Regions from separate parts of the Mus musculus genome. Here all the other regions are linked to region 1. Evidence: chromatin contacts called from public ChIA-PET, Hi-C, HiChIP or PLAC-seq, Micro-C and promoter capture Hi-C data. All regions are on one chromosome and are shown on one strand. The core of a region is the stretch at or near the end of the contact, and the rest is flanking DNA. Distances in the headings are between cores, read along the strand shown.

Region 1 (4,183 bases), core at 1,301-3,800:
TTAGTGAAGAAGTCATTTGGCTTCTGGGACACAGCTCTGATTCTCCTCTACCACTGGCTACTGTTGATCTACAGCTTCTTAGCTGGCTTGCCTTCCTCTTTTGAACTCATAAGCCTGTAGTATTCAGAGGTTCAGTCTTGAGACTATCTCTCCTTGCTACTTAATTTCTATCGCTACCTTTGTTCATCCTATAAGTGACATCATTCAGTGCTGGGGCTCTGTATGCCAACCACATGTTGACAGTGGCTAAGTTTGTATTGTGAGCTCCTGCTTGCTTCTTCCTCTAAACTCTAGACATTCATGTCCATCTGCCTATGTTATGGCTTATATATGTTTGGCCCAGGGGGTGGTACTATTAGGTGTGGCCTTGTTGAATATGGGTGTCACTGGGTATGGGCTTGAAGACCCTCATCCTAGCTGCCTGGAAGCCAATCTTCCACTAGAAGCCTTCAGATGAAGATGTACTCTCATCTGAACTCTCAGCTCCTCCTGCACCATGCCTGCCTGGATGCTGCCATGCTCCCACCTTGATGATAATGGACTGAACCTATGAACCTGTGAGCCAGCCTCAATTATTGTCCTTGTAAGACTTGCCTTAGGTCATGGTGTCTGTTCTCAGCTGTAAAACCCTAAGACAGCTTATTTGTAATTTTCACTTTGGTGATCATAAATCTCAATCCTAACATCTCTAAAATCTTCCTTCTCCCAATATGTCGTCTCTTCACTCTCATCCTCTTATCCCTTATTTCCCATGTCCAGTAATGTAGATAATCCTTTTGGTTTTGTTTTTTTGTTTTGTTTTGGCTTTTCGAGACAGAGTTTTTCTGTGTAGTCCTGGCTGTCCTGGAACTCACTCTGTAGACCAGGCTGGCCTCAAATTCAGAAATCCACCTGCTTCTGCCTCCCACGTGCTGGGATTAAAGGTGTGCGCCACCACTGCCCAGCTTAGATAATCCTTTAGAGCATACCATGTCTCTCTCCGCTCTCATTCCTTTAATCACTGACCTTTTAAAAGGAAAGCCCCCCTGCTGGTACTCCAGATCCCCCTGTGACTGCTGCATCACTACCACACAATCTATGTATTTTTGCTTAATGTCTCAACTACAGTCTCGTCTTCAAGATGGCAGGCCTGTTATGATGGACAGAGGATTCGGTACTTATAAAGGAACGGATGAGAATGGTATCAAAACAGTGATGGCCTGGAGGTAAGAGAAATACTTGACCAGAGATAAGTGATGGGAAGGACCGAGTTCATTGATGACAATAGGAAGGAGCAGCCCTGGCAGTGGAAGAGTAAATCCTAGATAGTGTGAATGACAGCCATGTGCAGGAACATGAGGGAAGGCATGTGTGACTGACAGGCCAACTGTGTCAGGGAGCCATCAGACAGAGGGTCAGCAGCCAGTTAAGTAGCATCTTACACGTTGTGATATGGAAATTTGGAGGTTATTCCAAGTTATGATGGGACCATCTGAGGCTTATAAGCAGAAGATCAAACTAAATAAAATAGCTTTGGCTGAGGTGTGATTAGTGGGAAAAGGCAGAGAGAGTAGCCCTTGGAAAGGGCTCTGTTGCAACCCAAACTAAAAAACAAAGAAAGGTGAGCAGAATCAGTAGAATGGGAGATGGCTTAAGATCTGAAAGCAAAAATAGCAGGACTTTGCGTATGTTTACAAAAGGGGCACAGAAGAAAATAAAGTCTAACTTTTGTCCCTCAACTTGGAGACTATTATGGCAAATGAAACCAATCATATTTCCACCAGGTTGACTGGATAAAAAAAAGGGAGGGAGGGAGATTATTCTCAGGGTAGGGAAAAAATGAAGACAATCACATAGGAGAGCACGTAAGGAAATGTTGCTTTTAAACTGTGGACTCTAAAAGGTATCAGAGGGCTTGCCTAGAATTCTTGACAGGAGAGTGTGGCTGGACAAATACCGTATCTGCATTATAGGGGAGACCAAGGGGGCTAGAGAAAGGAAGAGGGTGAATCTGTCTAACATTCACCGGTTTGAAACCTATTTATGTCGCTGGTGGTGTGAGCACTTAACGTGGTGGGTCCCTGTCACGGTGCAGCGTACCGGCGACGGGAAGCCTCGCAAGTAGGTCTCATTTGGAAGCCTTCATCTCGAACGACCCCTCGGAAACAAACGTGGTGGCTCCGAATCAACCCCGTCCGCGGGGTGATCGCCGCGTGAAGTCGAGTCGAGAAAGACTTCGGCGGATCCCTCAACTTCGTCACCTCCAGACGCTCCCCGGCTCCGCGGCCCAGGACGGCCGGTCATTTTTCTCCCGGGATCGGGAGGCTGGAAGCTCGCAGGCCCCCTAGCGTCCAACCGTTCAGCGCGGAGGCCCCGGCTCGCGCCCGCCCGCCACCCCGTGCACCCACCCAGCCACCCGCCGGACGCCGCGACCCGGGTCCTCCCGCGGACCGCAGACCCCCCGAGACCCCGCCCGGGCAGCCCGCGAGAGACGCCGCCGCCCCGCCTCCCGCCCGCCCTCCCGCGCGCGCCAACTCCCAGCGCCGCGCGCTGATTGGCCGGCGCCTTCCCGCTCTGCTTCCCGAACCGCCATTTTGAAAATCTTGTTGATTCTGAGGAGCGGGGAGAGAGAGAGCGCGAGAGAGAGCGAGCGCGCGGCGCGAGGACCTCGGCCCCGCGCGACTTCTACACAGCGGCGGCCTTCTCGTGCGCACCCGCGGTGAGGACGGCGGCGGGGAGGCGCCGGGGCAGCGGGGAGGGGACGCGGCCAGAAGCACTGAGGCCCGCCGCGGGGGAGGGGACTCGCAAGGCTCGGCTCGCCTGGGCCACACTGGCCGGGCCCGAGCCGGCCCGGGGCGGCGCAGGCCGGGCGGGAGCGCGCGCGGGCGGCTGAGAGGGCGGTGCGGTTTCCCGCCTCGGGCATCCCCGGGGAGGCGGGCCGAGTGACAGACCCAGGGTAGGCGACTTGGAGGGGAGCTGACGCTGGGCGCTCGGCACGCTCCATGCCCGCGCGAGCGAGAGAACCGAAGCGTGCGGCTTCCTCCCCGCCCGCAGGCCCCCAGCATGTCGGCGGCGGCGGCCCCCGCTGCGGAGGGAGAGGACGCCCCCGTGCCGCCCTCATCCGAGAAGGAACCCGAGATGCCGGGTCCCAGGGAAGAGAGTGAGGAGGAGGAGGAGGATGACGAAGACGATGATGAAGAGGACGAGGAGGAAGAAAAAGGTGGGTGGGCAGGGATACGCATCCCTCACGGGTGGATTTTTTTTTTTCCCACATCAAAAGTTTCCCCTTCCCTCGCTCCTTTTGGGAAACAGTTATCTTGCATTTTAACGCTTAGAGGCGTCAAGTCGGAGTGGTGGATTTCACGCGAATGCTAACAATCAGTGGCAGAGAATCTGGATTTTTTTTTTTTTTTTTGAGTATTTGCCAAGGTTTCGGTGCAAGTGTAGCAAGAGCCTTTTCCCGATGCGCCTTCAGAACACTTCGTCGTTCGTTTAGGGAGTTTGTAAGTCTGAGATCCGCTTTTTGAAGTTACCCCGAGGTTCCGTAACGAAACAACACTGCAAGGCATTCTTGCAAATCCTGGAAATGTTTTCATTTCCATATTCTCGGCTGTGTGTAGCTGCTGATTCCCTCCCCCGCCCCTCCCCCATAAGGGTTCTTGTGGGAGTGCTTTTCTTTGCCGTGAAAGTTGTTGCTGTTGGAGAAAGTAGTTTAAAAATGAGAAAACTGAACTGAAAGTTAGAACGGGAGCCCGCAGCTCTCTCGGTTTTGGGGACTGATTCTGACCCAAGGAGGGTGGTAAGAAGCCTCATTTGAGTAGAGGCAGAGCGGGGCGAAGAAGCATTGTGTCAGTCAGAGTGCATGCATCAGTCTACCCGACAGGCTCAGCTATTGGAAAATCCAAGGCACAGCTTCACAATCTAGCTTAATGGTGCAGATGGCCACAGCTCAGCCAGACTTGGGAGCAGGCCTAAAGGTTAAAGTGCTCTTCCCAAACTGTCATTTCTTTTCTTTTCTTTCTTTTCTTTCTTCTTTTTTTTTTTTATAAATACCATCTAGGTTAAGAGGACAAGGCATACTTATTATTTGAAGTGGTATGTGCTCTAAGACCTTATGGGAGCGTGTCATTTAAGTACAACCTTGGCTTTAATTATAAATCTTAATAAGAATTGTTTAAATTGCTTTTAGATTATTTATAATTGG
Region 2 (4,227 bases), core at 1,683-4,182, 420 kb after region 1:
GCAGCAAAACTGCCCCTGAAAGAAACTGCTAAACAGACTGGGACTGGGACACCAAGCAAAAGTGACAAACCAGCCTCTACATCAGGGACAGGCTTTGGAGATAAATTTAAACCAGCAATAGGAACTTGGGATTGTGATACCTGTTTAGTGCAAAATAAGCCCGAAGCAGTAAAATGTGTAGCCTGTGAGACACCTAAGCCTGGCACTGGTGTGAAGCGAGCCCTTACATTGACAGTGGCTTCAGAAAGTCCTGTGACTGCTTCCTCTTCTACCACTGTGACAACTGGTACACTAGGATTTGGAGATAAATTCAAAAGGCCTGTGGGCTCTTGGGAGTGTCCAGTCTGCTGTGTTTGTAATAAGGCAGAAGACAACAGATGTGTTTCCTGTACATCTGAGAAACCAGGTACGTTTTATGTCTATATGAAATAGTTTTACTCATTACTTTGGTAGAACATTTAACTATGAAACGGCTAAGAGGAATCCTGGTGTTTTTTTTAAATGGCTCCAGATGAACATTTTCTTATGTCTTAATTTTTAAAAAAACTATCTTGTGATTTACAGCTCTTGATTAGACTTAAGACTTACTTGTTCTCTTAGACTAGGTTGTGAACTAATTCTATGTCTTCTTTTTCTGTGTAGTGTTAGAATTATTTTTGTGATAATTAATATTAACAAATGAAGTGCTGAAAGCTTGCAGTGGTTCAGCCTTTCTCAGGCTTTCATACTGTGTCTCCTTTTGTCTATGTAGAAATGATGGTGGTTATTTACAGGGGGTTCTTTAAGGCGTAGGCACTCATGCTTTAAGCTAGTGTCTGTTTCTGAGGATTATTGGTGCCATCTGTAGCCATGTGCTGTCCACCAGATTGTTAATGACTATATACATACATACATACATACATACATACATACATACATACATACAATTAATTTTTGGTGAAAAACTCTTAACTTGGTTACAAAAATGGAATTTGGATTAAAATTTTTTTAAAAGAAGAATTATGGCAGATTTATTTTTAAATTCTTTTTGGAAGTGTATAGTAATACAGATAGCAAATAACAGGTATATCTTAGTTTTTGTTGCATTAGCTGTGGGTATGCAGGTGTTTCTGTAATGTGAGACTTACTGGCTGGATTTCTTTCCTGAGCTTTTAGATCTTGTCTTCCTATTTCTAATTTGCTCTGGAATTAAAAGTGAGCTGTAAGAATCCTCATTCCAAAATATTTGACTTTTTCCATCTGGCACTGTTTCCTCACCCCAGGAAAAAAGCATGGAGGAACTAGAATTCTTAGTTGACAGATGTGAAATGAAATTTTGAATCGGGAAGTAAATTACTCGGGAGCAAAGGAATTCTATGAATTAATATTAAAAAGCTACTAGCTTTCTTCTGGGCATAATGCCCTGTCAGCAAATGGATGATTTGGCCAAAATTTATCTATCTATCTATCTATCTATCTATCTATCTATCTATCTATCTATCTATCTATCTCTATCTATCTCTATCTATCTCTGTCTGTCTGTCTGTCTGTCTGTCTGTCTATCTATCTATCTATCTATAGTTTTCAGTAAGGGTCTAGCCTTGTGGCCATGGAAGTTGGTAGATATAAATACATAGTATAGAAAATTATACCAAACTTGGTCTGGAACCAGAAGTCACCTGCCCCTCCTCCAGCTATCATTTTACTTTTGAGTGGAAAAAGTGTTTTTGGTATGTGTATGTGTATCTGTCTGTGTATGAGCACATGTGTGTTAGCCTGTAGAAGCCAGAATGATGGTATTAGGTTCCTTAGAACTGGAGTTAGATTGTATTTTGAAACTAATAATCTAATCTGCAAGAGCCATGTTTCTAAGCTCAGAGTACTTATTTTTTTCAAGTTTATTTATTCATTTAATGCATGAGTGTTTTGCCTGTATGTACCTGTAGTATGTATGTTACCCTAAGTGTGCTTGACACCTATGAAGGTCAGACGAGGGCATCAGATCCCCTAGAATTAGAATTAGGAATGATTCTGAACAATGTAGCAGAATTCAAAGCAGCAGAATTTGGAAGGACAGCTTTGGAAGTTTGTGTAATATAAATGGCAGATAATGGTGATAAAGAATCAGATGGAGTTGAATAATGAGGGAGGATTTAGAACTATGTGTTGTTAATGACAAATTTCTAATTGCTAAAGTTGAAATTTAGATATACAGTTGAGGCATTTGGATACATCATAGAGACTGGACTTACAGGTTTTAGGTGATCACAGGACATAGTTTGATATTTGAAGTCATAGAAGTAGATATGAGTTGAGTGAATTGAGGAAAGCATTCCAAACTGAGTTCTGCTATCATAAGGGTCTGGACAGAGTCAAACATTGATCTTGGATTAACCAGACTGGAATAACAACTGTGACAGAATAACACTTGAAGAAAGTGATTAGAATAAGACTAAGTATTTCAGACAAAAAATGACTGGGCAGAATACCGTAAAATAGTTTCTTCTGGATGTGATAGAGAAGTTGCACTCATGACCTTTCATTGCTATGTCTGCTTGTTTAAGTAAGACCTGCTCAGGACCACACATACCAGTCAACCTTTCCAACACAAATGAGAAAAGTTAACAGGGCTTACAAGGTCCCACCCCTGGGAGACTTAAGTTTTCTTCAGGTATGAACTTCCTGATGGGTTACTCTTGCCCAATTGGCTACAGTCATGTACATGTGAGTACATACATCTATATAGCAACTAGAGAAGAAGACATGAAGTTTAAAAGATAGGTGGGGGTCATGGGAGGAATTGGAGTGGAAGGAGAGATGGATATGATGAAAATACATTGTTCTCATGAGATTCTCAAAAAAGGAAATGAGAAGACTCAAAAATAGCAGAAGGATTGATTGATATAGATAAGCTTCTAAAGAGCAGGAAAGCGTGGGTGGCAGGAAATGATTGCACTGGTACTTACAGCCATCACAAAGGTGCTACCTTGTCAGATTGGGTAATGGACCAACAACAGACACCACCAGACACAAAATTTGCTAGCAAAATAAAAGAGAACATACTTAAAATGCAGAGATTGTTCCTGTAACTATGAGAGGAATGGAGCGGGCAGTGGAACCCAAGAATAAATGGCTCTATCTGAACCCTGCTTCACACAGCACACCTTGCTGACTCATCCTGTCTGCCTGCTCCTCCACACCCGCTGGTTCTGCCTACAGAGTCATCACCTTGCTTTCTTCTTGTGCCTTTCTGTGTTCCTTTCTCCTTTGCATGCTTAAAGTCAGTCACTTGCTGATATGCTGCCATCAGTTCGTTTTTATTTTTCCCCCTTTAGACCAGGAACATATATGTTTCACATCTTAGTAATCTTAATGTAATATAAAGTCTAGCAGGAATGTGTAAAACTAGTAAGTATGGGGCTGGATTATAAAGTAGATTATGTCTGCAGAAAAATAAATTTCTAAGACAGAGGTATGTGCTTTGAAATTGATAATATATATGGCTGCATATTTTCCGTTTTACCTGAAATTTACATCTTATATTTTAGAATTCTGTAGTAGTTGAAGAAATTAGGACATTGATAAGGACAATTTAGCCATTCTTTAAGAAAGGTCCTACCGTGTGGCCCTGGCTGGCCTGAAACTTGTTACATAGGTCAGACTGGCCTTGAAACTCAGAGAAATCTGCTCACTTCTGTCTCCTACAGTGCTCAGAATAAAGGCTATGTTCCTCCAAACTCAGCAACAATTTAGTCTTACAACCCCTAATTTTTCAAATTTTCTTTTTAAATGTGGCTGCTGGACTTAGTGAGCCGTTTCCACAGCCTCAGTTTGTGAGAATGATATCCCACCTCCCTCCAACCCCCCTTTCCATGTGTATGTATGTGTGTGGGGGTGTATGCATGAACATGGGCTTGTGTGTTTGTGGAGGCCTGCTGTTAAAGGACTATTTATTGGCTCTACCTTGTATTTTGGCACAGGATCTTAGGGAAATCCAGTGCTTGCTGATGATGCTTCTACCTAAAGACTGAGTCGTTACCTTGATTGCTTGCTAGACAGCTTACTCTAAGGAGTCCTTGTCTCCCCTTCACCTTCCAAGGCTAGAATTGTAGATGGACTGTGTCCACCCAGCGTTTATCTGAGTTCTCAGGGATCTGGGATGTGCTCCTCTTTTGTTTTTTGTTTTGGTTTTTCGAGACAGGGTTTCTCTGTGTAGCCCTGGCTATCCTGGAACTCACTCTGCAGACC
Region 3 (4,022 bases), core at 1,170-3,669, 380 kb after region 1:
CCTTTTTGAAAAAAAATAAATGAAGACTAATTTGAGTCCAGATTGGGGTTTGAGGAAACTGTATTTCACTTTTAATTACTAGTAATCCTTCATCTGCCAGATGAAGGTCAGCTGCTTATTTGCTGATTTGTAGTTGGCAAACGGTTTCCATGTTAAACTGGAAAAATACTGGGTCTCTATTGGCAGAGAGACCCCAGCAGTAATCGTCTTTTCATGAATTGAGACATATTGTTTTGGCTCTAGAGAGCAGTCTAGATATAATGTGGACTTTTTGGATGTCATTGTTTTCCTGCCACAGCCTGCAACAAACCAACCACACAAATATGAGAGCATTGTATTTTTTTTCCTCTCTATGTAAATATATGCAGGAAATGAATGAAATAACTGCGATCAAGCCCAAAAGGGATGTGGACTTTTTCATGAATTCTGTGAAGACTGTCCCTTCCAGGAATGAGCTGCTAGCCTCTGCTGGAAACTTAATTCTGTTGGGCCGAGAAGGGACCAGAGAGGAACAGTTCTGCTTGTTTTGTAGCCCTGGGGGAGAGAACACACTCAGAGTGAAGGCAGGTTGGGAAGGGAGGACACAGAAAGAGAGGAAATGAATTCTTTTCATCAACTTTGGTAACTTGTCTCAGGGGTTAAGGTCAGACACAGACTGTACCAACTGGTTACAGCAGGGTCTTTGATGTTCTGAAAGGTACTATAAGTTCAAAGGTACTGTAAGTTTTGTTTTATTAATTTGATTTCAATAGTGATTTGAATTGTACACTTTGGGGGTGGGCTGGTGCAAGAGATCACTTTTGGTAGTGGATTTCTGGTTGGCACTAAGTGCTTTCTGTCTGTACAGCTATTATAAGCAGAATCGTGTCCCTGTTGAGGTAAATATTCATTCTATTTGCAGATGAGGAAAGTGAAGCTTAGAAAGAAGATCACTAATCTCCCCAAGGCTACACAGCTAGTAAGTGACAGATTCAAACAATCTATTTGATTTTATAGTTATAAACTTTAGAACGCTGTTCTCTAATAGAACATTAAGTCTATGATTCTCCATAATCGATTCTTTTTCCTAATCATAGTTACTTATTTCATAAAAACAAAAAACAAAAAAACCCTGGGTTATAGTCCTGGCTTTGAGTGCCCAATTAGATATCCACCCTCTTTTATTTTTTTCCAAGTCAGTTCTCTATGCAGCCCTAGCTGTCTTGGAAAACGCTTTGTAGACCAGGCTGGCCTTGAAGTCACAGAGATCCATCTACATCTGACTCCTGAGTGCTGGGATCAAAGATGTCTGTCACCAGCCAGGCTCTAAATCGATACCCTTAATGGTGCCCCTTAAATTTTCTTGGTTTCCATATAGTCCATTGAATGACTAGGCTGGACCACATGATCACACAGACCTTTTGTCTAATGCCTGCATCTTTAACACGGTGTATCCGGTCTTTGAGGATACATTGTTTAGTCACCTAACTATAATATTAACTGAAGCAAATATATGTTTACTAGGGATATATGAGTCACCCTTAATGTGTGTTGATTGCATAGGTCATAATTGCAACCATTTACTGCGTTTCTTGTATACCAGGAAATCTACTGGGTGCTCTCTACACAGACGACCGCACTAGCTCCCCACAACTTTATAAGGTAGATTTAAATAGTAGAGTCATCCAAGGTCAAGTTTGTAAGTAGTGAAGCAACTCAGAATGCCAGCACGGTGTGTGTTGACAACAAAGCCCTTATATGTTTAATGAAACAGTAATGAAGTTGTATTTTTTGCTTTCGTTGAGACAGAATCTCACTATGAAGCTGAGGGTAATGTGTAACTAGCCATTCCCCTGTGTCTGCCTCCCAAGTGCCAAATGCCTTTCCTACTTTGTTTTTGGCCTGGGGATCGCGGCCACGGTTAATTTCAACGCGGTCTCCCCCCCCCCCCCCCCGGATTGTGATGCATTATGGTTCTTTGATTTTACTGTTTACTTCCATTCGGCTTATAATTGATGAATGGGAGATTACAGTATTCGTGTCGAGTGCCCTTCTGAATCTAAACAAGCAGCCAACCGCCGCCAAATGACCCGGGCTTTGTGCCTCTGCGGTGCTCCGTGGGTGTCCTTCCGCTATAGCCTGCCTTTCCGAGAATCCGCGTTCTGGCCAGAAAAACTACATTTCCCAGAGGCTCCCACGACAGGGAGCGCGGGCTCGGCCAACCCTTCCTTCCTTCACCCATCCCCCCCCGCATTGTCGCAGCGTGATGACGCAAAGCGTCGGTCGCGGAGGAGTGACGGTGTTCTGGCTCGCGACCGGGGCGGCCGCCTCAACAGCGGTAATAGGCGCAAGAGCGGCGGCGGCGGCGACGACTGCAGGGACGACGACGGCGGCGGCGGCGGTGGGGCGGGCGCAGCGCGCACAGGGGGAGGGGTTGGCGGGCGGCGCCAGCGGCCTGGACTGCGGCAGCGACGGCCAGGGCGACTGAAGAGGAGCCTCTAGCAGCGGGCGGTCGAGCTAGGCCTCAGCGGCGCCCGGAGCTGCTCGCGCCGGCCTCGGCGGGAGATCTCCATAGAGACGGTGACAAACACAGACGCGGGGGTCCGCACGCGGCCGGCGCTCCTCAGCCACCTCGGGGCCCTCAGCCGCCGCCACCGCCTTCCTCGCCGCCGCGCGCACTCTCAGTTCCCGCTCGCTCCCTCGCGGTTCTCGCTGTGTCTGTGTGTCGCCTAGGGCCGGGCGGGGGAGGCCCTCAGGCCGCCGCCTCTGCCTCTCCCGCCCGGGAGCGGTAGTGGGAGGCCGCCCAGGCTCCGCCATGGCCTCGGAAGCCGGAGGCATAGGAGGGGGCGGCGGCGGCGGCAAGATCCGGACTCGTCGTTGCCACCAGGGGCCGGTGAAGCCTTACCAACAGGGGCGACCCCAACACCAGGTACGGGACCGGTACGCCGTGGCGACTGGGCGGCTCCGGGCGGTCTCTTTGGGGGGCGGTGCGAGGACCCGGCGGCCCCACGTGGAGGGGACCAGAGGGCCTGAGGCTGGACCCGGGTGGCGACGGGAAGTGGGTAGAGCCTGGCCGGGCCTGGCGGCAGACACGTGGGATGCGAGCGGCCTCTCCCAGCCCTCCCGCCCAAGGGCTTTCCCTGGCGGGCACAGGGCGGGAAAAGAAATCTCAGGCTTCGGATATTCGGGCTGCTGCTGCTGCTGCTGCTTCTTCTTTTTTTTTTTTTTTTTTGGCGGGTTTTTGGGGGTTAAATGGTATTCCTCACGACCTCACGAAGGGAACAAGGGAAAGATGTGGCAACAGGCCCATCCGCTGGCAGGCTTTTTCTTTCTTGTGTTCCCGGGTTCAGGGTGCGCGGGGAGATTAATCTGCCACCGCGGCCCGGAGAGACTTGGGGAGGGGGCGCTGTTACCCATATCGTGGAATAATTTCGGTTTTAGACGCGTTAAATCATTAATGGTAGTCCGGTCCCCTCGTCTGTCTGCTTGGCCTTTCCAGATCGGAACACACTGGTTTAGCTTCTCATCCTTTCCTCTCTTAACTGAGTTATAGTTATGTGGCACTGAGGCGTTTTGAAAGTCCCTCGCCGCTCTTACGTCTGGTCTCTGATGCGTGGTTCTTCCCTCTCTTCTCTCCACCCCGCTCTATATACTGAAGACCAGAATCATCCACTCTCTACAGTTGACCAGTTCTTCAGCTCTGATCTCATACACCAAATATTTTTAATACTGGGCGTTTTCTAGAAGTTTAAGGTATTTCGGGCTCACCAGGGGTGTTACTTAAGCCACCGTATGCCTTCTTTGGGTGTTTATAAAAATGTCGATTCTTGTTGTAAACGAGATAGTTGGTTCAGAGAACACTTTCAGTTATTAAAAATTGTGAGAATTAAAACGTTAAAAACTCACTTTAACGAAGCCACTTTTTAAAAGTAGGAAGTGTATATTTTAAGCTTACTGAAGAAGGGCTAATATATAACTTGTTGCATACTCTTAAATGTAGACTTTTTGTTTATTCTGGCTAGTGCTAAAATTGAATACTTGTT
Region 4 (3,893 bases), core at 1,027-3,526, 300 kb after region 1:
GAAATGGCCTTTGCTTCACCCATGCCCTTGAGGACAGTTTCCAGAGGGGACAACTCAGGGTACACCCATAGAAGGACCCAAATATAAGGTCTCCCAGTTGGAGGTGTCTGGGGTCCAACCACAGTTATTCTGAGAGGCCTTGGAGAATCGTCACTGTAACTCTAGGAAGATATCAAGTCACACACAAGCGTAAAGAGACCCTGGAGCAAAGCCCCAAGTCTGTCTTAGCTCTGACCCCAAGGATGTTTGTTCTGTGGTCACCTTTCAGAATGACCTTTTAGCATTGGCATTGTGCCCTCGTGTGCACTAAGCATGCTGGGGGGGGGGGGGGCATCTCCAAAGTGGTTTTCCATCATCCTACCTTTAGGTCCCATGTGCATTCTTTTTTTTTTCCCCCTCTGAGACGGGGGGTGGGGGGGTGGATGGGGGTGGGAGGTTCTCTGTGTAACAAACTCTGCCTGTCCTGGACTTGCTTTGTAGACCAGGCTGGCCTCAAACTCATAGAGATCCACTTGCCCTTGCCTCCAGAGTGCTTATACCACCCTGCCCAGCCCCGTGTGCATTCTTTAAAAGTATCAAAAATGCCAGTACACTTTTATGTGCCTAGGTTGTAGCCGTCTGTATGCGTGGCATTAAAACTGGCGGAGGCCCTGTAAGGCAAACACACAGCTCTCAGTTTGCAGAGCTATGTCATCACTGGTCCGGTGCCTGCAAAAGCCCTGCCGTGCGTGCCTGATAAATTGAGAAAGCCCAGATAAATAGCCTTTTGTTTATCCTAAAATAGCATTGACATCATGGTCTCCTAAAAGGTCAAGAGATGTCAGGAGTTCTTTGTCTATATTTGTAGAACTACGAGACAACTTTATTAAGCCAGAAATAGGACCCCCGAGCCAGGTGTGGTAGAGCATGCCTGTAACCTCAGGATTTGGCAGGTGTAGGCCAGAAAGATTGGACGTTCAGGCTCATCTTCCACTGTGTAGCAAGTTCAGGGCCAGCATGATTTCTCCTTTTCTTTCTTGCCTGCCCCTTAAGAGTTAAAAGAGTTCCCAGTCACAGCGAGTACCAACCCCAGCTAGTTAACTTCTGCCCAGTCACCTTCAGTTCTTCTAGAGCTGACCTGGTAAATTGTCACTGGGGGTTGAGGTGGGGTGGGGTGAGGTGGGGTGTCATTGGCTGTCCTCTGCACCAACCCCAATCGCCAGTGCCACACCTCACTGTCTTCCTCCTTAGTTTACCTGTGGTGGCAAAGCTGGATGAAGTGGCATGCTGGTACCCACTTCAAATAGTAAATTTTCAATCCAGAATGAGAATTCAGTGCCTGCTACTGCTAACTCCAATTTTCTTATGTTTTAAAATAACACCTAATCACCACTGATAAAGGAACAGGTGTTGGTAGAGTTTAAACATTTTTAAAAAAATGTTTGAAGGTAAGCTTTTGGCTTAAAAAAATATTACATTGTTTGCTGATCTATCTATCTATCTATCTATCTATCTATCTATCTATCTATCTATCTATCTATCTATCTATCTATGACAGACATGCACATGCCAAAGAGTGTGATTAGAGGTCAGAGAACGATTTTCTTCCACCATGTAGGTCTTGGGGATTGAACTCAGGTCATTAGGCTTGGTGATGAATGCCGTTATCCGATGAGACATCTCATCAGCCCGCCCTTGGCTTTGAAGCGCCAGACCTCCCGTGCGATTCATTTCCTACTCCTGATTTATTCCAAGTGCTTTGAGCACTTCCGGTTGAGTCCCTTGTGAACTTGGTCTCCCGTCTTCAATTGTATGTTGTAGGATCATACCCGGGTGGGTGCAGATACCTCTCAGGACATCCAGCTCTTCGGAATAGGGATTCAGCCCGAGCACTGTGAGATCGACATCGCAGCGGATGGAGACATCACTCTCACGCCCAAAGAAAATGCAAGGTAGGAGGCGCTGCGGAGGCTTCTGCCCCTCCCTCATTTTTAGGACCCTGGCCCTTTCCCCTTGCTTATTGCAGTTATGTCAAAGTAAGAATACACTAGATATCCTTGAGGATTTACCTTCTGTTTATGGAGGGTGTATTAATTACCGTTCTCGTTGCCTTAACCAAAACCAAACAAAATACAAAACCAAAAACCAAAGGAGGGATATATTTTGGCTCCTGATTTGAAAGAGTAAGATCCATATGGCTAGCAAGTCATGGTAGCAGGCACGGCTGGTGGGATGGTGAAGGATCCTTCAGAGGATGAAGCAGCTGGCACTGTCATGTCTGGAAGCCGACCTACCTAGACACTGGATAGCTTTATCGCCCAAGGGCCGCCCCTAGTGACTCACTTCCTCCAGTGAGGCTCCGCCTCCCAAATGCCACAACCTTTGAATACAGCGCCACCCAGTGGGAAGCAAGTATTCTAGCACGTGAGCCTGTGGAGGCTTTGCGTATTGAAATCATAGCAGTATCGTAACTTTGAGGCATAATAGCGCTCTTTTTAGGACTATTACGGCAAAGCCTTCGTAACCAGGGTTAAACTGAAGGGTGTATGTTTTCATGAATGAATTTCAAAAGTTCAGGCGTCAGAGCCCTGTGGAGCCCAGGGCTTTACTAATGAGAGATTGTAGGAGAATGTGACTTAAAGATCTTGTCTACCGCGTTTTGTCATTAGGTTTCCCTGAGCATCCTTTAGGGAAGTTACTTTTAACTACCTTTCCACATCTGTACTTTGTTTCTAAATTGCCAGCAACTTTTTTTTTTTTAATGAGCTGTTGAATATATGTATTTAAGGTTTAGGGGTGCTTTAATCTGTGTGTGTGTCTGTCTGTCTGTCTGTCAGTGTGTGTCCTATGTCTGTGTGTGTGTGTCTTTCAGTATGTGTGTCTGTCAGTGTGTGTCTATCTGTGCCAGTGTGTGTGTGTGTCAGTGTGTGTCTGTCTGTGTCTATTTATATGTGTGTGTGTGTGTGTGTGTGTGTGTGTGTCCTGTTCAGCACTGCATAGGCAGGGCCGGCTGGCCTGGGAGCACTCAGGGCCTCTGTGTCTACCTTCCTTGTCTCCCTGAGAACAATAAGACCACAGTTGTGTGCTACACCTCCAGCTTAACCTGGGTTCCAGGGCTCTGAATTCAGGCCCTCACACTAGCTTTGCCTAAAGAGCCATCTCCCCAGCTCTGGTTTTAAGTGTTATGAAATGCTTTCTCTCTTCATTAGAAACACACAGAGTTGGGGACCCCTCTTTGAGGGGACTGGGCAGGCCCTGGCTCTCTGCTGAGACTGTTTCTGTTACTCTTTCAAATGTCTCCCAGAATGCATCCGTTAGGAGACCGGTCCCTGTCACTTCTGTGAGTCTTGAGGCTACTGTCTTCTATCCACCTGGCACCTTCCTTTGTGTCCCTCCAGGTCCTGTGTCAATGGCACCCTTGTCTGCAGTACTACCCAGCTGTGGCACGGCGACAGGATCTTATGGGGAAACAACCACTTTTTTAGGTAACAACTTCACGCTCTCTAGCGTTCTTCATTTCCTTTTTTTTTTTTTCTGTTATGTATAAATCGAGCTGGTATCATCTAATGATGAAAACCTCCACAGAATTAACTTGCCTAAGAGGAAACGGCGGGACTGGTTGAAAGACTTTGAGAGAGAAACCAGTTCCGCGGAGCACGATCTAGACGCTGCGAGCGAGGCTTCCTCGGAGCCAGACTACAACTACGAGTTCGCACAGATGGAGGTCATCATGAAAACACTGAACAGCAATGGTAAGGAAGTGGCTCTGGCCTATGTCATCTCTGAGGGACTCTGGTGTAGAAGCAGAGCTGTCCCGAAGCTTAGACACAGCCAGCTCTTTATCTGCAGAGCCATCATCAGCAAGGAGTGGTATTAAGACTGCAGAGAGAACTCAGGTGGAACCAGGGAGTGTG
Region 5 (4,174 bases), core at 1,434-3,933, 260 kb after region 1:
CTGGCAGCCGCATGGGTGGCTCACGCCCTCCAGTGACTCCAGTTCCAGGGGTTCTGATATCTCCTCAGCCTCTTTCACACGTGGCATATACAAACACATAATACATAAATAAAAATAAAAACAAGTATTTTTTTAAAAGAAAGAAAGAGTAGCAGTCGGGTGGTGGCATACATGGGGGTTCGTGTAAGTAATTTTCCTTAGCATGGAGATTCTGAACATTGTCCTAGAAATTATGTAATCTTTCTTGCCATATGGTGTTTTGCTCAAATTTACTGAAACCATGTGTTCTTGGGCATTTGTGGGTACCCCACAACCTGGGAGAGAAGATTTACTGCTGACTCCTGATCTCCTCATGTGTTTCACACTGTGTGAGGATACAGGAGCACCTCCAGGCTGAGGGCTGAGCTGCAGGCCAGAGCCGGATGGCCGTGTTTGATTCTGTTCCCATCTGGGGAGGTTATGTGGTCAGAGGTGGAAATGATCAATTTCTCGTTGCTTAAGGGAATTGAGACGATAGAGCCAGTGTGCACCAAAACTAACATTCTAAGAGCTATCGGTTGCCAAATTAGAACCAAATTGCGGGCAGAATGGCATAATATCAATAGGGCCTAATGCATTTAGGCGTAAGCATTTGATGGTTGAAGTGAACTCTTAGTAACTACCTGGAGAAAAAAGGCCCAGGCTCTTGGGGTTGGCTTTCTTGGACCCAAACGGTAGGCAATCATAACAGTCCTTCATTATCAGGAACTTGAGGATGAATTGAGACTCTTAGCAAGTTCTGTGCATCCCGGAAGTAGCTGACAGTTATTAGCCATTCCGGAAAGCTGCAGCAGTTCTTCATGTCGTCAGCAGGAACACTGATGTTGGCTGCTCAGACATCATTAGGGTCAGCCTGTGTTGTACACAGTGCCTGCTGTTTTGAAAGCCGCTAACCAAAGAAACACAGCATAAGCCCCTTCCAGGTCTGATTTCGTTTTCCTTTACGGCGTTTTATCAATTGTCTCACACGTGTGACCATTCTAGAGAATCTGCTTCATCAAGATCCTGAGCGTCCTAAGTCCTTAAGATCAACAATTCTTCTTATTAAAGAATTTTTTATTAAAAATAAAGAGGAGGAGAGGGGGAGAGGGGAGAAAGGGGACACACACACACACACACACACACACACATCAGAGAACAGCTTGCTGGAGTCAGATCTCTCCTTCCGTTAAGTGGGACTCAGGTTGTCTGGCTTTGGCAGCAAGCCCCTTTATCTGCTGAGCCATCTCAATGACCCAGAAACTCATTTGTTTAATTAAAGTATATAATCACAAAGACATCCATTTGATATAAACCAACTTGGAACCCAGTACGACTGACTCTTTATAGATCATACCTCAACTGGTAGAAGATTTGGGGATCAGGCTTATATCAATAAAGGTTATTGATATCTGTGAATCTCAAGAGCTGGACACGAGTGAGCAGTTCAGTTCAGGAGAATTCAATTGGTAAAGATGCCCAAAATATGAATGAGCAAGTTATGAACTTTAAAGTAGACATATATGTTTATTTACATTTATAGCATATATTTATTATATAATGTGTCTTTTTCTCTACCCTACCCCCAGGCCCCTTTTCAATTTGGGGACAGGGTCTCGTATATCCCAGGCTGACTTCCGACTTGCTGTGTTTGAAGCTGAGGGTGACTTTAAACTTCTAACCACCTTGCTTCCACCTCCCAAGTGCTGGGTTCTAGTCGTACACCACCATGACAGGGTTCATCTGCACTGGAGCTGGGACCCAGGGTGCTGTGTGCACAGACACGCACAGCCCTGCCTCCAGATATCCTTTTAAATCCTTCCTCACCCCAACTTTTTCATGTTTCCTTTTTCTGACCCAGAAACAGTTTGACATAGCTGTGTTCAGAGGGGCAGATAACTGTCACCACAGTATAAAATACAGTCCACATACCACATTCCTTCCCGGCATGGTGTTGAGCCTTTTGCATGTGTGTATGTGGGGGCAGATAGAATGACCAGAAGGTAGAGTCAGATAGGAAATACTGTTGTCCACATTTCACAGAGAAGAAAAATAGAGGTTTGGGAAGGTCCTGCTACCTTTTATAGGTAAAAGCAATGACCAATGTGAATGGAAACAAAAACAGGGATACATTCTATGGATGACGTAAAAACAGGGATACATTCTATCGATGACATAAAAACAGGGATACATTCTGTCGATGACGTAAAAACAGGGATACATTCTATCGATGACATAAAAACAGGGATACATTCTATCGATGACATAAAAACAGGGATACATTCTATCGATGACGTATGGATTCGACTCCTGTCCTGGACATGTCTCGTCTCCCTGAGCCCTAGAGTGGTTCTGTTAAGAAGCCGTGGTGTGGGACTGAGCTGGGAGTGTTAGTACCTGAATCTTCTCTCCAGACAGATGCTGTCCAAACTCCTGAGCCCAGGTGCTCGGCTGAGCACTATTTACACATTTCCCCAAGACCACCACAGCCAGGAGCTCTCGAAGGGACAGAAGCTTGAGCCGGCTACCTTACTGGAGAGAATCATTGTCAAATGCTGTCAGAGCTGAGGGACGCTTCTTTGTCAGCAGCCATTCGTGTGGAGACAGGCTCCCCAGTCGATCTTGCTTTCTTTGCTCCTTGGCTCTCTTCCCTGTGAGTCAGCCACTTCATCTAGAAATAACAACAACAGAAACGGCCAGCTCATGCCAGCCCTAGCAGTGTCCCTGGGTTGGAAATGTTGTCTGGGTAAGACACTCCCTACCATGGTACAAGTAACACTTCCCTGAACGGCCATTCTGATAGCACTTGGATGCCACAGTGGAAAGTGGCCTGAGGCTTGCTTTCACTTCGTGGCCCAGTTTCTCAAGTTCTCTTTACCAGGTCCCTTCACAGTAAACTTCTGAAGTTGATTGAAAAATTAAAATTTGCACCTCCAGGTGTAGGCTTAACGTCTTTGTTCCTTTATCTGAACTAGAGTTTGGTTTCATTCAACTTAAATATGGCCTGAAGTCTCTGGATGTGAGAAATTTTGTGAGCTGCACTCCCCACGCCAAAGGCCTTTGAGGAAGGAATTTGCTTAAACCTCATTCAAATAAGGCCTTCTTCTCCCTTTGAGGTATGCAAGCGAGACCTGTCCATTCTTGTACTATCCAGGTGCTCAGATTTGGATCTGAGCCCCTGCCAAGTTCAGAGTCATCAAAATTACTGTGGCTGTCAGCCCTGTGTAGAGGAGAAAGCACCTTCATAAAGAAGCAGGGCTAGGAGTTGCAGCTCACAAATGCACAGCCAAGCTCCTGCCAGCCCAACTCTAGAGGGAAAAGAGATGAAGAAAAGAAGGGGCTTAAGAGATCAATTTGATCTCGGGTTGGGTTTGTATTGGTTAGCTTCCGTAGCTATAGGGAACCTGAGATCAAACCTTACATAGAGAGAAAAGCTTTGGAGGCCTCAGTTCATGGCTGATTGGCCCCATTGCTTTGGTACTGAGATAAAAGACAGGGTATAATGACTGGCTGCAAGGTAGATTAAAACCTTTAACCTCAAGGTCAAGAAGTAAAGAAGGGAAAACTGGGGTTCTAAGTCTTCTTCATGCGTACCCCCAATAATCCAAGGATTTCTCTACACACTTAGGTTCTTACCATCTAAAAACTCCACTATTTCCCACTAGTACTACCCTGGACAGCAATCTTTAACTTGTGGGACTTTGGAGACATTAAAGACCTAAGCTATAACATCGTTCCAATCTTAGATCCTATACTCTCCCACGTAGAAGTATATTCTGTTCGTGGAAGTCTATACTGTGCCGCACCCTGCTGAAGAGTTCTATCCACTCTGCTGTGTCCATGGTGGTGCTTTTTTTAAATGTGGATTATAAACAACTTGGACCATACCCTCTTTCTTCATTATCCTACTTCCTAGGCCCCGGTCCATCCTGTCTGTTCCGTAGGTAGATGTTGGACACAGGACTTAGTTGTCTTTTCCCTTGTTCCAAGTTGACTCCTTTTAGTGCATTGCTGTCAAGACCCTGAATTGTAAAGACCTAGCATGGTGGCTGGGAGGCCGTTACTGCTGTTCCCAAGGGGTCAGGTGACGCCCACGTAGGGAGACCTGGCGGTGTTGGTTTTTCAAAGATCCGTATCATCCGTGACTCAGTGTTGG
Region 6 (3,828 bases), core at 462-2,961, 350 kb after region 1:
TCCAAATGCTTTCAAAGAAATTAAGACAGGTGCTGAGTCCTGACTTTACAAATGAAGTGTTGCTCTTGGTAATGCCGTTTTTGCATGAGTGCAACCTTGAACTGTGATTTTTTCCCCCTCTCTCTCTCTAAGTGTGCTATTTTATTTAACTCCTTTCCACATCATCTTAAGTTTCGTAGCTAGTGGGGGGAAGCACCTTTGATGGCTCTGGTCATTATAAAGAAAAGTGTAACAGCAAGATCAGTTTAAATAATACCAAAATCTCTCTAATGTGTCTACGCACATTGCCCAGATTCTGAAGTTAATCTACCTAGAGGAATTGCATTTACTTGGCGTAAGTAATCCCGCACTTAGTTGTGGGTGTGTTTGAAAGCTTTCTTGTGTGGCTGCTACCAAGATACCTGTGTAGTTTGTAGCTGCTCTGCCCAGTCATCCTTCCTCAGCTCGATCCCCCCAGCACCAGCAGCTTCTGTTTACCTACCTGACAAAACATTCCAACCTGGTTCTTCTTGGCCTGGCTTTTAGATTGGTGAATCTGTGTTACTCAGCACAAGTAAGGTAGACCTCTGCCTGCAAAACCTTGGTCTCCAGCATGGTTCCAAAGCTGCACGTTCTAAGTGCTGGGAGGGGCGGCTCACACCTGAGATCACACGTTCAAGGCCGGCCTGGTCTGTAGAGTGAGCAGTCTCCAAATAAATGAATAAAGTGAAACAAAACCTATGAAATGCCAGTTTTTCAAACACCATGGTTCCTGGTTACTTTTCGTTATAAGATACACCTCAATTTAAAACCAATTTTTTTTTCTAAACCTGTAGGTGTGGAAGTCTGGGAAGAATCATGTGATGTGATTTCATGGTTTTCACTCTCCTGTGCCTTCCTAGGCTTGAGCAGGGGGTGGGGGGAAACCCAGCCTGGGCAAGAGGAAGCTGTTTGATGTTTGCTGCTGCCTATGACCCGCTGTCTTAAGCAGTGTGGGGAGTCTTATTCCCAGGGTCAGGCCCACTCATGGTGCATCAGTGTGAGACCGTTAGTTGCGCCATGCGCTGTGCAGACACTAACTGCATCTTCAGCTGATGCTGCAGCAGGCCACTCATCTGCATTCAGCTGATGCTGCAGGGGGCCGCTCATCTGCATTCAGAGAGGCAGTTAGATCATGAAGCAGTGACTACTGATCCTAACCGAGGGGAGGAAGAGCAGCCATTCCCTTCCTTAGCCACTCGTGTTCCTAAGTTCTGTTTGCCTGCTCTATCTAGCTCCTCATGGGGAAGAGGGTAGCATGCCAGAGACTGTTCCTTCACCTGCGTGGATGTTAAAGAGCCATCCCCACTTAACCTCACCATCCCCTCTCTGAGTGTAGAAAATCACTGGGTGCACTAAAAGGGCCAGTGGCTGTGCCTTTACCCTTCAGCTTGTCAGGATGTGTGTCTGATAGAGCCATTTATTTTGCTCCAATACCCTCCAGAGGCTGCCAGGAGCACCTTCTAGTGCTATCCAGCACGCAGATGTGCAGTTCACACAGCTTGCCCCACAGTTACTCTCCTGCCTTTCCTTTAAAGAGCTTAAAACGAAGCCCATCTCAGCAGGCAGAGTAGAGGACCGCACCAGATTCTTTTGACCCAAGACATCTTGAGCAGTACTTGGGCACTGTGTGACCAAATGCATCATGTACGGCTGCTGAGCAGGGTTGACTGGTATCTTTTTGTTCCGGGAACAAGACTAGAGAAGGCTGCCTCTGCTGGCCTTAGAGGCATAACTGCTGCGCATGCCTACTACGCATGCGCACTGCGCTTGGGGCGGTTGCACTATGTTCTCTTTGGCGGGTCTTCCGGAATGTTTTGGTAGTCTACGTGGCTCGCTTGTTTGAGCTGGGGGCTTTTATTTTCTTGGGAAAGCTTTTATTTTATTTCCCCTCTCATAAATTGACATAAGCTATTCCCTTCCTTTTTGTCATCGTTGTTGTTGTTTTATTTTGTTTCTTTGTTTTCTGAGACGGGGTCTCAGTATGGAGCCCAGGATGGTCTTTAACTTGCAACCCTCCTGCCTCAGCCACTTGAGTACAGGATGGCAGGTTTATGCCACCAAACTTGGCTATGACTGACTCTTGTAGCTTGTGTCTGATCACTTAAAAAGATATACAGGCATATGCCTTATCCTGTATAAATAAGATTTAAAAGGGGGGGGGGGGAGAACAAAAAACAAACAAACAAAAAAACCCAGCATTTTTCCCCCCAGGCTTTTATTTTTATCTCATATCGCGGTACAGGGTATTAGACCCAGGGCTTCTGCCAGGCGAGCTCTCTGTCCCTGAGCCATATCCTTTGCGCTTTATTTTTTTAATTGTTTTGAAACAAATTCTTGCTAAATTTCCCAGGCTGTCTCACTGTGTAGCCAAGGCAGTCCCCAGACTTAAAATTCTCTTGCCACAACCTCCCAAGTAGTTGGGATATCACACGGGCACCACTAGGAGCAGCTTTGAGCTCGTCTTTTCTGAAGTCATGAGGCCTAGGGAATAGGAATAAGAAAGTTGACCCTTTCCCCTGTATCCACAGTCCCCATCTCTGGTCCTGCAGGCAACGTGGCTTTCTCCTCTCATTTCACTGAAGAAACAAAGGTCTGGGATGATTGAGCAATTTGCCCCAAGTCCTGGTTACTGGAAGCATAAGACAGAGAGATTCACATCCTGAGTGCAGGTCTGCGCTCTGCCTCAGAGCCCCCCGGGGGTGAGGGGGATGCATAGCTGTGCTGGTAGCCATTTCTGGTAACCCTCCACAAGCCGACTATAGTGACCGCAGAAATTACATTCCCTGTGGAACGCTCCCTACCAAGGGTCCCTCTCTTTAAAAAAATCAAAGTACTTTGTCTATGGATAAATATCACCTTCATACGTTAAATGGGGCAAAAAATAAACGCGCAAAGATGAGAGCTTCAGAGAAGCCGAGCGTTTGACCCGGTGTTCCGCCTTTGGGTCAGGCTCTAAGGGTTGTAACCTTTCTTTTGCTCGTAAGCCATCTGTAGTAAGTAAGGGACTCAGTTCAGTGCCCTTTAAGATCTGGTGTTAAATGAGCACACTGTGCTATATGCTATCTAACTAAAGTCCCCACTGTGCACTGTGAGCCAGAAACCTTTTTTTTTTTTCCCTCCTTGAAAACATTTCTCAAGCAAACTTTTAGTCTCCTTTTAAATGTTAGAAGACATTGAATACTTACTGAGGATTTTGGTTTTATTTCCTGGCATAAGTTGTCCTTATCCCGTTAGCCTGATTCCTATTTATTTATTTACTTATTTATCTCCTAGAGTTCATGGGTGCTTCATGTTTCCCAACTCATTCTCAGCCTTTAGGAATAATTTTTACTTCCCAAGTTTGCCACATTTCTACCCATTTCTACACATTAAACTAATGGTCGCTTATGTCATCGGCAAACAATACTTTAGAAAGATGCAAGTTCCCCAGACCCTTAATCCTCATTTGCAAAATTGCTTTTTCTTGTACAACAAATTTTTTTGGTGACCAATTATATTGGGTACTCTTGGGCTTGGAAAATTACATTTTTTTAAGCTTAAATTAAAAAAAAAAGGAGTAGTAAAACTTGAAATTCAACTTTCAGTCTAAGTATAATGAATACAAAAAAATCTAAAAAATACAGGAAAGGGTGGGTGTTTGAGATAATCTGTCCAGCCTCTGTTTTTTGTTTTGTTTTGTTTTGTTTTCTTGTTTTTGTTTTTTATCAGCATCACAGCCCAGAGGAAGAACACGCCATCCCATATACATGGCTTTTTTTTTTTTGGTTTTGCTTGCTTTATGTCTTCATAATGCTAGTGAACAAACTA

What was found. Promoter capture Hi-C pulls out the DNA fragments that hold promoters and counts their contacts. Hi-C and Micro-C count contacts between places; a contact is called where the count stands out from the background. ChIA-PET counts read pairs in DNA pulled down with a chosen protein or histone mark. HiChIP or PLAC-seq counts read pairs in DNA pulled down with a chosen protein or histone mark.
Region 2: an RNA polymerase II ChIA-PET map of effector CD8 T cells shows a contact between it and region 1, with 11 read pairs. The contact joins the enhancer-like site here to the promoter of Dek in region 1. A contact is called at or near these places in 5 of 39 promoter capture datasets (the C10 cell line, embryonic stem cells, fetal liver and 2 more), 23 of 484 Hi-C or Micro-C datasets (Th1 cells, embryonic stem cells, erythroblasts and 9 more), 10 of 115 datasets of contacts at active chromatin or transcription factors (effector CD8 T cells, embryonic stem cells, epiblast stem cells and 5 more) and 3 of 9 other capture datasets (adipose tissue, embryonic stem cells and liver).
Region 3: a contact with region 1 is called in an HNF4G HiChIP or PLAC-seq map of pancreatic cancer cells. The contact joins the promoter of Nup153 here to the promoter of Dek in region 1. A contact is called at or near these places in 15 of 39 promoter capture datasets (the C10 cell line, the HPC-7 cell line, cranial neural crest and 10 more), 15 of 484 Hi-C or Micro-C datasets (B cells, CD4 T cells, the G1E-ER4 cell line and 7 more), 17 of 115 datasets of contacts at active chromatin or transcription factors (the SCID.adh cell line, bone marrow-derived macrophages, effector CD8 T cells and 10 more) and 3 of 9 other capture datasets (adipose tissue, embryonic stem cells and liver).
Region 4: a contact with region 1 is called in a promoter capture Hi-C map of embryonic stem cells, with 2.9 times the contacts expected there. The contact joins the enhancer-like site here to the promoter of Dek in region 1. A contact is called at or near these places in 4 of 39 promoter capture datasets (the 3T3-L1 cell line, embryonic stem cells and hippocampal neurons), 1 of 484 Hi-C or Micro-C datasets (embryonic stem cells), 6 of 115 datasets of contacts at active chromatin or transcription factors (embryonic stem cells, epiblast stem cells, extraembryonic endoderm stem cells and 1 more) and 2 of 9 other capture datasets (liver and pancreatic islet).
Region 5: a Hi-C map of muscle stem cells shows a contact between it and region 1, with 1.7 times the contacts expected there. The contact joins the enhancer-like site here to the promoter of Dek in region 1. A contact is called at or near these places in 2 of 39 promoter capture datasets (the HPC-7 cell line and liver), 1 of 484 Hi-C or Micro-C datasets (muscle stem cells), 1 of 115 datasets of contacts at active chromatin or transcription factors (pancreatic cancer cells) and 1 of 9 other capture datasets (adipose tissue).
Region 6: a Micro-C map of embryonic stem cells shows a contact between it and region 1, with 3 times the contacts expected there. The contact joins the enhancer-like site here to the promoter of Dek in region 1. A contact is called at or near these places in 2 of 39 promoter capture datasets (the C10 cell line and pre-B cells), 1 of 484 Hi-C or Micro-C datasets (embryonic stem cells), 2 of 115 datasets of contacts at active chromatin or transcription factors (bone marrow-derived macrophages and extraembryonic endoderm stem cells) and 1 of 9 other capture datasets (liver).

What each region holds. Positions count from the first base shown.
Region 1 is chr13:47,104,588-47,108,770 of GRCm38.p6, reverse strand. Dek (DEK proto-oncogene (DNA binding)) reads left to right here and starts at 2,550. Exons shown (of 11, transcript NM_025900.2): 1 at 2,550-2,698; 2 at 3,034-3,199. The coding sequence starts at 3,043.
Region 2 is chr13:46,689,691-46,693,917 of GRCm38.p6, reverse strand. It overlaps Nup153 (nucleoporin 153), which reads left to right. Exons shown (of 22, transcript NM_175749.2): 16 at 1-406. Among named protein-coding and RNA genes, the nearest start is that of Fam8a1, 22 kb to the right of the region's middle. Within about 2 kb of position 2,932, at least 44 of the 459 cell types and tissues checked have an H3K27ac peak or open chromatin away from gene starts, as enhancers often do. A contact at or near this core is called in Th1 cells and effector CD8 T cells, where this site is marked.
Region 3 is chr13:46,726,246-46,730,267 of GRCm38.p6, reverse strand. It overlaps Nup153 (nucleoporin 153), which reads left to right and starts at 2,419. Exons shown (of 22, transcript NM_175749.2): 1 at 2,419-2,908. The coding sequence starts at 2,795. All of the region lies in intron 1 of Gm46412 (a long non-coding RNA gene), which reads right to left.
Region 4 is chr13:46,808,729-46,812,621 of GRCm38.p6, reverse strand. It overlaps Kif13a (kinesin family member 13A), which reads left to right. Exons shown (of 38, transcript NM_010617.2): 14 at 1,801-1,931; 15 at 3,378-3,464; 16 at 3,565-3,731. Among named protein-coding and RNA genes, the nearest start is that of Gm24620, 43 kb to the right of the region's middle. Within about 2 kb of position 2,276, at least 30 of the 459 cell types and tissues checked have an H3K27ac peak or open chromatin away from gene starts, as enhancers often do. A contact at or near this core is called in embryonic stem cells, where this site is marked.
Region 5 is chr13:46,840,895-46,845,068 of GRCm38.p6, reverse strand. The region is part of intron 4 of Kif13a (kinesin family member 13A); the gene reads left to right. Among named protein-coding and RNA genes, the nearest start is that of Gm22960, 60 kb to the left of the region's middle. Within about 2 kb of position 2,683, at least 76 of the 459 cell types and tissues checked have an H3K27ac peak or open chromatin away from gene starts, as enhancers often do. A contact at or near this core is called in adipose tissue, muscle stem cells and pancreatic cancer cells, where this site is marked.
Region 6 is chr13:46,756,769-46,760,596 of GRCm38.p6, reverse strand. The region is part of intron 36 of Kif13a (kinesin family member 13A); the gene reads left to right. Among named protein-coding and RNA genes, the nearest start is that of Gm24620, 9.0 kb to the left of the region's middle. Within about 2 kb of position 1,711, at least 22 of the 459 cell types and tissues checked have an H3K27ac peak or open chromatin away from gene starts, as enhancers often do. A contact at or near this core is called in embryonic stem cells, where this site is marked.